Linked DNA regions of Mus musculus: region 2 is linked to region 1. The links are chromatin contacts, called in public HiChIP or PLAC-seq maps. All regions are on one chromosome and are shown on one strand. Each heading gives the region's core, a stretch centred on a gene start, on an enhancer-like site or on the middle of the called end of the contact. The rest is flanking DNA. Distances are from core to core; before and after follow the strand shown. Region 1 has its middle 8.7 kb from the start of Gm39268. Region 2 holds the start of Zc3h18 (zinc finger CCCH-type containing 18).

Region 1 (5,838 bases), core at 543-3,042:
AGTGAGAGAGAGAGAGAGAGAGAGAGAGAGAGAGAGACAGGCAGACAGACAGACAGACAGACAGACAGAACACAGAAGCTGTTTGCAGGGTTGTTGGGGGTTCGTTGAGCTACTACTGGTGTCTTGGCCAGGCTGCCTTCCCAGGAAGCATGCCCATGATGTCCAGGGAACATGCCCATGATGTCCAGGGAACACGCCCATGATGTCCAGGGAGCATGCCCATGATGTCCAGGGAGCATGCCCATGATGTCCAGGGAACATGCCCACGATGTCCAGGGAGCATGCCCGTGATGTCCAGGGAACACGCCCACGATGCCCAGGGAGCATGCCCATGATGTCCAGGGATCACGCTCATGCCATTCTTCAAGCTCTCACGACTGCTGTCCTAACAGAGAAGAGAGGAGCATGGGAAGATGTAGCTACAGCGCATCCTCCCCAGGGAGGCCGTGGGGTGACTCACAGGAAGGACACTCAGCCTGACCAGCACCAGTGCAAAGCCCAGGGAACACCATATCTTTGAACATGGAGGCTGAAAGGGTCTGTAGAATGGCTGTCTGCTCAGTAAGGACATGCGCCAACTGTGCTAACCTGAGATAGATCCGGAAGACAGGGATCAGGCACACTGCCGTGGGAATGCATAGTAGCCAGCCATGACAGAAGACAGCTCAGATGCCGCTCAAGGAAACAGATACTATTATAGACCAGCAAGTCCATTGCTGGATGAAACCCAAGTGCTGAAGGCTTTAGTGCTCATAATAGCTAAAACCACAAAAGCCCAGGTCTCTCTCCAGATGAACAAAATGTGATCCTCTCATAGCATGAAACATTAACCTTTAAAGGGAAAGATGCTTCAACTCCGTGGAACAACAGAAGAGATTTGAGGATTGTGCTAAGAGAAGTAGTAACCAGTCATAACACCCTAGGGTCTGGGGAGATGACACCTAATGTCAATCTCTGGTTTACACGTGCACAGGGCACGGGGAGGAGAATGAACACAACACTGTGAATCTGCTTCAGTGCACACACACACATGCTCACACATATGCATACATGCACACATGAACATGCACACATACTTGCACACACGAACACACATATGCATGCACAGACACATACACATGTATGCATGCATACACACACATGCACACATGAACACACACATTCACACACTCATGTATACATGCATACATACACACATTCACACATGTACACACACATGAACACACACATGCACAGACACACACATGCACACATGCATACACACACAGACACAGAAGAGCTGAGGCTGGGGAGTGCCAGGGGCATTTAGTGTAGCCGAGCCTCCATTGGGGAGATGGGAAGAGTTCTGTGTGGACCATGGTGAAGACTGCGTGCACCACTAACTTGCTTTAAAAGTAGGAAACCTTATGAATATTTTCCCACACTTAAAATTTTAAAAAGGATGACTCTCATAAAAATAAATAAAAACGTGTTAAATGAAGGAAGCTGCACATTAAACACACGAGCAGCTCACTCTGCTGTTGGAGCCAGACTCATGGCTGGGCAAGGCTCGTCTTGCCTTGTATCTCCTATACTTAGGGGAAGGTAAGGTTGGCACAGGATCTCACTATGTAGCTCTGGCTGGCCTTGAACTCATGGAGATCACCCTGCTTCTGCCTCCTGAGTACTGGGAAGAAAAGCATGTACCGCTACGCTCAGTTTAAAATAAAAATCAAACAGCTCAGCTCTGTTTAGATCTGCTCTTCCCAGGGGCAGCTTCCTCTCGGAGGCTTAGTATGTGACTCACCACATGAACTTCAGGCCTCACTCATCACAGTGTGGCTCCTGAGAATCTCTTCATGGGCCCCATGTGGTCCGCAGACTGATGCCGGAAGTTGCTCCAGGGGCAGCACAGCCAAGCTATGCTACAAGTGTGAGCACACACACTATCGCGCCAGAAGACTAGGATTGGGTGTGTGTGTGGGGAGGGTGGGGGGGACACATTCTCTTTAAAGTGTTCCTGAGATGCAGTCTCCAGAGAGTCCACATCTGTGGGCTGAAGAGATGGAACACAGATGTTCCCATGGGCCACGGCGACCTGGAAACTATTAATTGGAGGGCAGATGAGACGGGAGGCCGCGTGAGCTTGGCTCTAGCAGCATCTGTTTTTATGTTCCGCTGACAGTCCGGGCAGTTCACACTGAGATGTGGGGCGGGGGCGGCCAGCAGCACCTGGAGGGGATAAACCAGACTTGGTGTGCATGCTGCTGAGTGCACAGGACCCCCAGCCACCAGCCTGGTCCACGTAAATGTACAGAATCTCTGTGACAGGGAGGAAAATGTGTCTTTAGGGACACTGGAGTTGGTTCCATTAACCAGTGGGAACTGCGAAGGCATGAGGAATTGGTTTGCCTGACAGTCTCCCAGTCTGGGTTACTGTGGCCTTTGGTGTTCCTGGGGTGCACTGATGGGGAAGGGAGGTGTACTGGCTAGTTTTGTGTCAACTTGACACAGCTGGGGTTATCACAGAGAAAGGAGCTTCAGTTGAGGAAATGCCTCCATGAGATCCAACTCTAAGGCATTTTCTCAATTAGTGATCAAGGGGGAAAGGCCCCTTGTGGGTGGGACCATCTCTGGGCTGGTAGTCTTGGGTTCTATAAGAGAGCAGGCTGAGCAAGCCAGGGGAGGCAAGCCAGTAAAGAACATCCCTCCATGGCCTCTGCATCGGCTCCTGCTTTCTGACCTGCTTGAGTTTCAGTCCTGACTTCCTTGGTGATGAACAGCAGTATGGAAGTGTAAGCCAAATAAACCCTTTCCTCCCCAACTTGCTTCTTGGTCATGATGTTTGTGCAGGAATAGAAACCCTGACTAAGACAAATTGGTACCAGCAGAGTGGGGTATTCCTGTGACAACCTGACCATGTTTTGGGGAAGACTGTGGAAGGACTTTGGAACTTTGGGCTTGAAGATCCATCCGTTGTTAAGAGCTCTGTCGGATGTTGTGTAGGAGCTTGGAAGATAATGTTGAGAACACTGCAGAAGATGGAGGTCTGGTTTGTGAAATTTCAGAGGGAAAATTAAAGACTCTTTTCAGGGCCATTGCTGTTTTGAATGTGAAGATTCTGTAGTTCTGGTTAGCTGGGGCTGAAGAATCAGCTGTGATTAACAAGATACCAGAACTACCAAAGCAAAAACTTTGCATTACTGGGACTATTGATGCTGGTTAGCTGGAGCTAAGAAATTAGCGGTGATTAAGAAGAGACCAGCATCATTGAGGTGACATCTTCTGGGAAGTGTTTTCTGAGAGCACAGTGGCTGTGTTCCAGATATAGCCAAAGTTGTACCTTGTGCTGTGGCTGGACTTGGTAATGTGTAAGGGTCACCCAGGTGGTACTGGTTTTGAAGGCATGAAGGAGTTGAGCAGAGCAGCTGAGGCTTGGCACTGTGAGAGGCCATGGAAGGCCATTGGTGAAAGTGCAGCCTCAGTTGCAATTGATGGCCCAGGACTGAAGGGGTCATGCAGTGTTTTGGAGATGCCAGTACCATGAGATGACCACCAAGAGCAGCAGCAGCAGTGGAGTACAGGCATCTGGAGCCTAGAGGATGAAGCGTGTGCTACAAAGGGCCTGGCTGGAGAAGTGACCCAAGCCCTTGGAGGAGCCCAGAAGATTGTAAGTTGGATCCCAGACATTGGACGGTTGGAGATTGACTTTTGCTTTTGATTGTGGCTGTGCCCTGATATTTTCCCTCTTGAAGGAAGAAACTGTTTTAGTGGAGCCCACGGTTAAGAGACTTTTAATTGTAAAAAGACTTTGGATTTTAAAAGAGATGAATATTTTAAAGAGATTGAAATTTTAAGAATATGTAAAGACTGTGGGACTTTTAAAGTTATTTAGATCTTGGGGATGAATAAGAATGTAAGGGTTGAGGCTTACTAGTGATGTGTTTGTGTGTCAAGTTGACAAGGGGTCAATTGTACTGGCTAGTTTTGTGTCAACTTGACACAGCTGGGGTTATCACAGAGAAAGGAGCTTCAGTTGAGGAAATGCCTCCATGAGATCCAACTCTAAGGCATTTTCTCAATTAGTGATCAAGGGGGAAAGGCCCCTTGTGGGTGGGACCATCTCTGGGCTGGTAGTCTTGGGTTCTATAAGAGAGCAGGCTGAGCAAGCCAGGGGAGGCAAGCCAGTAAAGAACATCCCTCCATGGCCTCTGCATCGGCTCCTGCTTTCTGACCTGCTTGAGTTTCAGTCCTGACTTCCTTGGTGATGAACAGCAGTATGGAAGTGTAAGCCAAATAAACCCTTTCCTCCCCAACTTGCTTCTTGGTCATGATGTTTGTGCAGGAATAGAAACCCTGACTAAGACAGGAGGCAACACTGGAAGCTTTAAGGTCCAGGGATTGTGTCCTATATCTCGACAAGGCTGAAGAAGGCACAGTCTCTTTCCTCCCTTCTAGAGGGCCGTGGAGAGGCACTGACAGACATGCCAGTCGGCTGGTGGGGCTGGAGCCTGGAACTCTGGTCTCCAAATCAGTTCACCCTTACGCCATATACAAATAAAGACATGTGTCATGAGTCTTTACTTCTTCACTTCCCCAAATGACTCCCAGGACCCTGGTGGGGAGGGAAGTGTCCTGGCAGGGACTGGCTTCTTTCTACATCTGGTCGCATGGAGAGAAGGCTGAAGAAGTTGCAGGCAAAGGGCAGAGAACCCAAACAAAGGACCAGAAGGCAGGGAGGGCAAGGATCTCAGATCATCCCTGCTGGCTCAGGCTGGAGGGTGACCTCCAGAATCCTAGAAAATGGAGACCAGAGGAAGTAAAACAGACTCTCGAAAATCAAGGGGCCTCCCTTGGAAATGCTTAGAAGTGAGACCACCTGGGCCTCGATATCCTGGTCCCTCCCTATGCACCTCACCCCCAGGAAGCCCAGAACAGACAGTGGGCGACCACTCTGGGACTCTGTGCAGCAACCAAAACGCTTAGCACACAGAGAGTGCACCAGCTGCCGTGGAGTCTGTATCCTTAACGTATCCAGGGGAGATGCACAAGCTATGAACATGATCCTGAGAACATGGGGCATCTCACCCACACTCGATATGTGACAGGGGTGGGGGGTGCTGTGGGAGGTGTTCCTGGAGGAGTGGGGTGGAGCTAGAGTCCTTTACACCGGTAACCCAGAGCACGGCCTCCCTCCAAAGAGAGACCTCCAAAGCCCCATACTTCATGCCGTGGGTGGGGTCTACACTGAGTTGTGTTTTGGGGGACAAGCAATACTCACATGGCTTTAATGTTTGTGTGTGATTGACAGAGTCTTCGCTGAGAGCCGTGCACCCGAGCCCTGCAGGCGGGCCTGCTCTTCGCCGGAGGGAACGAATCAGAAGGGACCAAGGATCCACAGGTAAGAGCAGCCTTCTTTTCTCCATGGTGTTGATTTGACTTCGGCTCCTGCTCGTTTTGCTCATGATCTGTCTTGGATTTTGCCACACCGTCACAGTGGCTTCTGTCACTACCAGGGTGGCATTAGTACCTGAATTCATCCTGAGTGTTCGCTGGTGCTTGGCTCGCTCCATGCTGGAGCCGGTGCCTGGGCAGTCAGTGTGAGGCTGACTGATGTCTGTCTACTGGTTAGTTTTGTGCAGAAGCCAGTTTTGATCCCAGTAGGCTGTAGAGAAGAGCTTTCATGGTGTGTCCTAGTTTATTATGGAAGGGGGTCACTCTTTAAATGTCACTGGGGCCTCTGGGACTGATGTGCCCAGAGGCAAACATCTGTAAGAGGAGGGGACCATTGCTATTGGGCAAGGTACCTGCACACTCCTCCACACGGTGGTGATACCAAGAGTTCAGGTGGGACTCAAA
Region 2 (6,338 bases), core at 2,394-4,893, 220 kb after region 1:
CACAACTTTTCCCTGTATTTTTAAAAAAGATTTATTTATTTATTTTATGTATGTGAGTATACTGTAGCTGTACAGATGGTTGTGAACCTTCATGTGGTTGTTGGGAATTGAGTTTTTAGGACCTCTGCTCACTACGGACAATTCTGCTCCCTCAGTCCCTGCTCGCTCCGGCCCAAAGATTTATTTATTATTATAGATAAGTACACTGTAGCTGACTTCAGACACACCAGAAGAGGGCGTCAGATCTCATTACAAGTGGTTGTGAGCCACCATGTGGTTGCTGGGATTTGACTCAGGACCTTCGGAAGAGCAGTCGGGTGCTCTTACCTGCTGAGCCATCTCGCCAGCCATATATATATATTTTTTGGTGTCTCCTCTTGTCCATGTCTCCTGGATCCCAAGGTCACCCACCAATCTCACATACTTGGAATATCAGAATCACCTGGGTCTGTTGAATGGAGACTGCAGGGATTTCTGGTGTAGAACACTCTGCCGGGGGCATGCCTTGATTGGCAGGGCTGAGTAGTACACACAGGTGGCACCTCTCCCCAGTACATCTGGAGGGTGGCTGAAAAGAATTCCATCCATGGTAAGACCCAGGCGTGAATAAATGTGAATCAGACAGAGGGGTTTCAGGTAGTTTGAGAGGCCCATGCGAAGAGCTGGTGTCTTTAGTTAGGGTTTTTTATTGCTGCAATGAAGCACCATGACCAAAGCTAGTTGGGTGAGGAAAGGGTTTATTTGGTTTACACTCCCACAGCACTGTTCTTCATCGTCATCGTCATTATCAGCACCATCGAAGGAAGTCGGGACAGGAACTCAAGCAGGGCAGAGGCTATGGAGGGGTGCTGCTCACTGGCTTGCTCCCTATGGCTCAGTCAGCCTGCTTTCTCAGAGGACCCAGAAACTCCAGCCCAGGGATAACACCATGCACTAATGACTGGGCTTTCCCCTCATCAATCACTAATTTACAAAATGCCCTATGGCTGGATCTTATGGGGGCAGCATTTTCTCAGTTGAGGTTCCTTCCTTTCAGGTGACTCTAGCTCATGTCAAGTTGACGAAAGAAAGAAAGAAAGAAAGAAAGAAAGAAAGAAAGAGAGAGAGAGAGAGAGAGAGAGAGAGAGAGAGAGAGAGAAGAAAAGAAAATCCCATCCAGCACACCTGGGGACAGGAAAGAGGATGTGAGTATGGGAGAAATGGGCCAGGGACACCAGGCCATAGGAGGCGGGGCACCAGGAGTGTAGCTTTTATCTTGTGGCTGAAGAAGCCACTGCAGGAGTTGCTGAAATTGGGTTCTAAATGAAGCAAGAGTGAGAAGAGGGGACTTTGGTATTAACTCAGGCAAGAGCCAGGGATGGAGAGCATAGAGAACAGGAGGGAAGTTCAGAATCCATCTGGAAGGCCGACTCGTTCCCCAGTTCATCTCCCCAGCCTCTACTGATTGCATTTCTGCGGTGGCCACCAACATCTTATGAAGTGTTTGTCTGACCATCTCAGAGCTCTGTATGACTCAGAGACACAGAACTGACAGAATGAGTGTGTATGTGGTTGCGAGCCTTCATGTGGTTGTGAGGAATTGAACTTAGGACCCCTGCTCACTCCAGTCAACCCTGCTCTCTCAGTCCCTGCTCGCTTACTATAAATAAGTACACTGTAGCTGTCTTCAGACATACCCAAAGAAGGCGTCAAATCTCATTATGGGTGGTTGTGGGTCACCATGTGGTTGCTGGGATTTGAACTCAGGACCTTTGGAAGAGCAGTCAGAGCTTTTACCCGCTGAGCCATCTCGCCTATTTTATATTTTTATATAAATTGAATATTATGCAGCTTGCACTGCCATGCTAACTACTCAAGTCTGGTCTCTTAGTTACTGCTCTATTGCTGTCAAAAAGCACCACAACCAAGGCACTCCTTATAAAAAGGAATCATTTAATTAGGGGCTCACAGTTTCAGAGATTAGTCAGTCCATCATCATGGAGGGGAGCATGGTAGCATGCAGGTGGACAATGTCTAGTTTTAGACCCCATTATAAGGGACCAAGGTGCATATTTTACATAGCTAAGCAGACCTGGCAACTCCCCTGGCCTCAGTCCTTGGGGTCAGTGAGCTCGCGGGCAAGCAGCTTCCCAGTAAACCTGGCTTGAATAAGATCTAATCTGGCTTGATTCGGCTCATTTCACTGGGTAGCTTGAGCAGTTGGTGTTAATTTTCTTCCAGAGGTGGGAGGCCAGCGTGGCCTAATCCTGGCTTGCAGATGGCTGCTTTCTCACTGTCTCCTCAGATGGTGGTGGTGGTGGTGTATGAAAAGAGATATACATATATACATGCACACATACATAGGAGAGAGGGGGGAGAGAGAGGGAGAACCTTCTGTCTGACCTGATTGGCAGCCACCTTTAATCCCAGCACTAGCATGATCTCTCAAATAGCTCTCCTTGGTATCTATTGAAGGACACCAATCTATGAGATCCAGACCCCACCTTTATACCCTCACGGAGAGGCTCTGCTTTGAAATCCATACCAGCTTGGTGCTAGGACTTCACATGTAAGTAACTTGGAGGGTGGGCGGCATAGTTCAGTCGCATTATGGAGTCAAAAGTATTCGACTTGTCATGACTGGCGCCTTCCTAGGCGTCCTCGGTGTTTGTAGCATGTGTCTGAACTTCATCCCTTTCTGTGGCCCAATTAATGCAGGACTGTAAGACCAGAACTCCCCCCCCCCCTTATATCAGTTTATGGGCATCCGGGTGGTTTCACTTTGAGGAAGACAGGCAGCCCCTAACCAGTAAGACCAAGATCAGATTCAAAATTTGCAAGGGGTCAGTACCTAATGATCTCCGTACCTTTTATCAGGTCATGGGGGGGGGGGGGGGTTGGACTTCGGGCTCCAGCAGCTGAGCCCCATCTGGGTAGTAGGAGGGGACTGAAAAATGACCCAATCAGTTTAAGTCCTCCCCAGGGAGGTTACACTGGGTCACGGTAATTTAACGATGCCAGAGATGTTTAGCGTCACAGAAACAGGTAAGAGGATCTAAATCCTTCAACTCCAAAATCTTTTTTTTTTTTTTGAGGGTACCAGGGCCTCGCACATACTTGGCAGGTGCTGTCTCAACCTCAGAGCTACACTCCAGCCCCCAAAACACTTTTGGTCAAGTATTGATTTTTTTTTTTCCGAGACAGGGTTTCTGTGTAGCCCTGGATGTCCTGGAACTCACTCTGTACACCAAGCTGGCCTCGAATTCTGAAATCCGCCTGCCTCAGCCTCCCAAGTGCTGGGATTAAATACAGCCCGGCAAAATATTGATATTTAATAAGGCAGAAAGTTCGTGCCCTGAAGAAACGAATGCTAAGTTTTCAGACCCTGGAAGTGTCCACTCGCACTCACCAAGAGCCTCAAAGGGCTTTCCCTTTCCGGCACGCATCCCGCCTGCTCCTCATCTGATCTCATCCCAAGCAACTACCACGAAGAGCCACCGACTGCGCACGCGCCGCCAGGAGGCCCGCTAGAGGGCGGGGTCGACCTCGGTGAGCCTGCGCAGTAGCAGAGCCTTGGGAGCGCGCGCCGCGGAGGCGAGGCCGGCGGAGGCCGGAAGGAAGTGCGGAAGAGGGCGGGGCTAGCGAGGGAAGCCCGCCGGTTCGCAAGACGGCCGTCGCGGCCTGATGACGTTGCACAATGGCCGGCCCCCGCGGGTAGTGGAGCCCGTTTGTTCCGCCCGCGTCGTGCCCAAAGCCGGAGCCAGTGAGGAGCGAAAAGGCTGAGGAACGTCTCGTCCACGCTGCCCCCACCACAGCGGAGCCGTGGCCGCCTCCCGTCTTCGCGTTGAGGTAAGCTGGGCCGGCGGGCGGCGGGGAGAAGGCCGCCCCAGCGGCGGCGGGAGCGAGGCCCCGGAGCCCGGCGCCGCCTCCCGAGCTCTCGGGCGCGCCCCCGGCTGTGCGCAGCCGCGGGCCGAAGCGCGGGCCGGGACAGCGGGCAGGCGCGAGCCCGCTGCGGCCTGGGACGTCCGGGCGGGTGCCGTGGCGCGCCGCGGTCTGCCGTGGTGAAGTTGCTTTTCCTGAAGCTGTCATTTTCCCTTCCGGGCCACTCGGCGTGGCACATGTTCGCCGCCCACAAAGGGGAGCGGATCGCGCAGGTTGGCTCGGGAGGAGGCCCGCTTGGACTCTCGACGGGCTCTGCAGGGAACTTTGAACTCTCTGGAGCCTCCTGCAACTTGCTCTCGCAACTTCAAGCGAGCACAGGTTGGACGGACCCACTGTGCTCCAAGAGTCCCGGGTCGCTTAGGAAGTGTGACCTCCTCGCCTCTTGGACTGTGAGCTTAGAGATGCCATTTCTTTAGTGTAAAGTAGCCAGGCGATTGTAGTGCTAGAAGGAAATTAAACTAAGACCTATAGTCTCGCCCCTACTAGATACTTAGTTTCCCGTATACTTTTGACAGCTGAGTTTACCGGGCACAATAGCTGTTTCAAATGAGCTTTTTCTTGGCACTTATTAACAAGAGTAATCTTCAGACCCATTTGAGGGTAGTAGAAGAAGGCATTTGTTTCTTCTTCATCACATTACCTATCCCAAGGCAGAGGTTGAGATTCTCTGTCCCTAGGCTAGTTCCCATTTCCCAGCCCCCTGAGAGGAGAATGCGAATGATCTGAACACGTTTGAAGCCAGCCAGTTCTGGAACCAATCAATATGTCCCCAAAGCTGAAACTCCTCTCTAGTCGTAGATGGGGAATGCTCAAACATTTTAAGAGCACTTCGGATTTACTTCCTGAACACTCAGCAGGTAAGTTTGCTTTGCTCATCTCCAAAGAGATAGCTTGTCATCTGCAGACCATCCCAAGGAGACCATCTCCTTACCGAAGAGTTTTTGCAGAGCTTAAGTCACTTTGCGGGTGGTGTTTTCAACATCCTGACATTCTTGCTCTATACATGGATGGAGCTATGAATAAGTTTTTTTAACCAGGCATAACAGAACTTAGACATCAACATAGGCTCTGCTCTGCTAAACTTCATCTCCCACAGCTGAGTATGGTGGCCCACACCTTAATCCCAGAACTTGGGGGGAAGCAGAAGCGAGGGGGTCTCTTAGTTCCAGCTAGCTTGGTCTACATAGTGAGTTCCAGGACAGCCAAAGCTACAAAGTGAGACCTTGGTTCAAAGGAAAAGTCGTTTTCCAGAAGTTGTATTTGTGTGTTATCGAGCCTCCTTAACAAAACCTACTTGGAACACGTTTCTCAGTAGTAGGCCAGTCAGTGGTGACCAAGTCTTTAATCTCAGAACGCAAGAGGCAGAGGCAGAGGCAGGTATATCTCTATTGGTTCGAGGCTAGTCAGGGCTACGATGAGAAACCCTGCCCCCCTCCCCAAGTCATACCCCATGTTTGCCCAAGAGTTGTTTTAACCTGAATTGGTAAATTCACCAGGCCAGGCTATTAAGTAGCTTGTAGCAGTTGCTGAAAATGACCCAGCTGTGAGGAGACCACGACATAACTGTTCTGTCAGTAGTAGAGTGGTTGGAGTCAGTTTGGCCTTCCTGAGCTGCTGCTGACACAAGAGCAGAACGCTGCTCTGGAGTTCTGTTACAATGTTTTACAAACAGGCAACTTTATTAGATCTCTTTCTAGTATGCAACAGGTGGTTCCTGGATTCATGGGGTTTTGTCGTTTAGTCAAGCATTTTCCAGTATGTCAAATGCAGCTGGGGACAGAGATATTGAAAGACTGTCATTCCACCCCTGAACAGGTTCACCATTGTGGATAGGAGGACTAAAGGTTAGTTCTAAACTTTGTGAGAGTCCTGCACTACTGGGTTAGTGGGTAAGAAGATTGTAAACATTGTAGCTGGGCTGGAGGATCCCCGGATTCACAGCTTATATGTAGCACATGAGTTCCCTGCAGCCAGCAGAGGGTAGCACACAGAATTAGTCTTTTTTTTTTGTTTTGTTTTTGTTTTTGTTTTTGTTTTTGAAGACAGGGTTTTTCTGTATAGCCCTGGCTGTCCTGGAACTCACTTTGTAGACCAGGCTGGCCTCGAACTCAGAAATCCGCTGCCTCTGCCTCCCGAGTGCTGGGATTAAAGGCGTGTGCCACCACCACCGAGCGGCAGAATTAGTCTTAACAGAGAATACTGATACCTAGAGAGACAGTGGACCTTTTTGGAGCATGGCTGGAGATCAGTCCCTCTACTGATTTCCCAGTATGGGCTTTTGGAAACAAGATCCCAACTTATAACAGCCTTCAAACAAACTATTGGAGTTTGTGTGCTGCAGTTAGATGGACAGAGTAATGCACAGTGCAAGAAACAAGATTCCTAACTTAGAGAGGAATTCTGGGGTTTGAACTACC

Evidence for each region. HiChIP or PLAC-seq counts read pairs in DNA pulled down with a chosen protein or histone mark.
Region 2: an H3K4me3 HiChIP or PLAC-seq map of embryonic limb bud shows a contact between it and region 1, with 4 times the contacts expected there. The contact joins the promoter of Zc3h18 here to the enhancer-like site in region 1. A contact is called at or near these places in 4 of 39 promoter capture datasets (the C10 cell line, hippocampal neurons and liver), 2 of 484 Hi-C or Micro-C datasets (the G1E-ER4 cell line and the HL-1 cell line), 3 of 115 datasets of contacts at active chromatin or transcription factors (embryonic limb bud, large pre-B cells and pancreatic cancer cells) and 1 of 9 other capture datasets (embryonic stem cells).

What each region holds. Positions count from the first base shown.
Region 1 is chr8:122,155,794-122,161,631 of GRCm38.p6, forward strand. It overlaps a transcript of Zfp469 not described here. Among named protein-coding and RNA genes, the nearest start is that of Gm39268, 8.7 kb to the left of the region's middle. Within about 2 kb of position 1,793, at least 27 of the 459 cell types and tissues checked have an H3K27ac peak or open chromatin away from gene starts, as enhancers often do. A contact at or near this core is called in the HL-1 cell line and embryonic limb bud, where this site is marked.
Region 2 is chr8:122,372,973-122,379,310 of GRCm38.p6, forward strand. It overlaps Zc3h18 (zinc finger CCCH-type containing 18), which reads left to right and starts at 3,644. Exons shown (of 18, transcript NM_001029994.1): 1 at 3,644-3,828. Gm39270 (adenomatous polyposis coli protein 2-like) reads right to left here and starts at 4,112. Exons shown (of 2, transcript XM_030243895.1): 1 at 3,389-4,112; 2 at 319-568. The coding sequence starts at 4,099. The coding sequence ends at 3,461.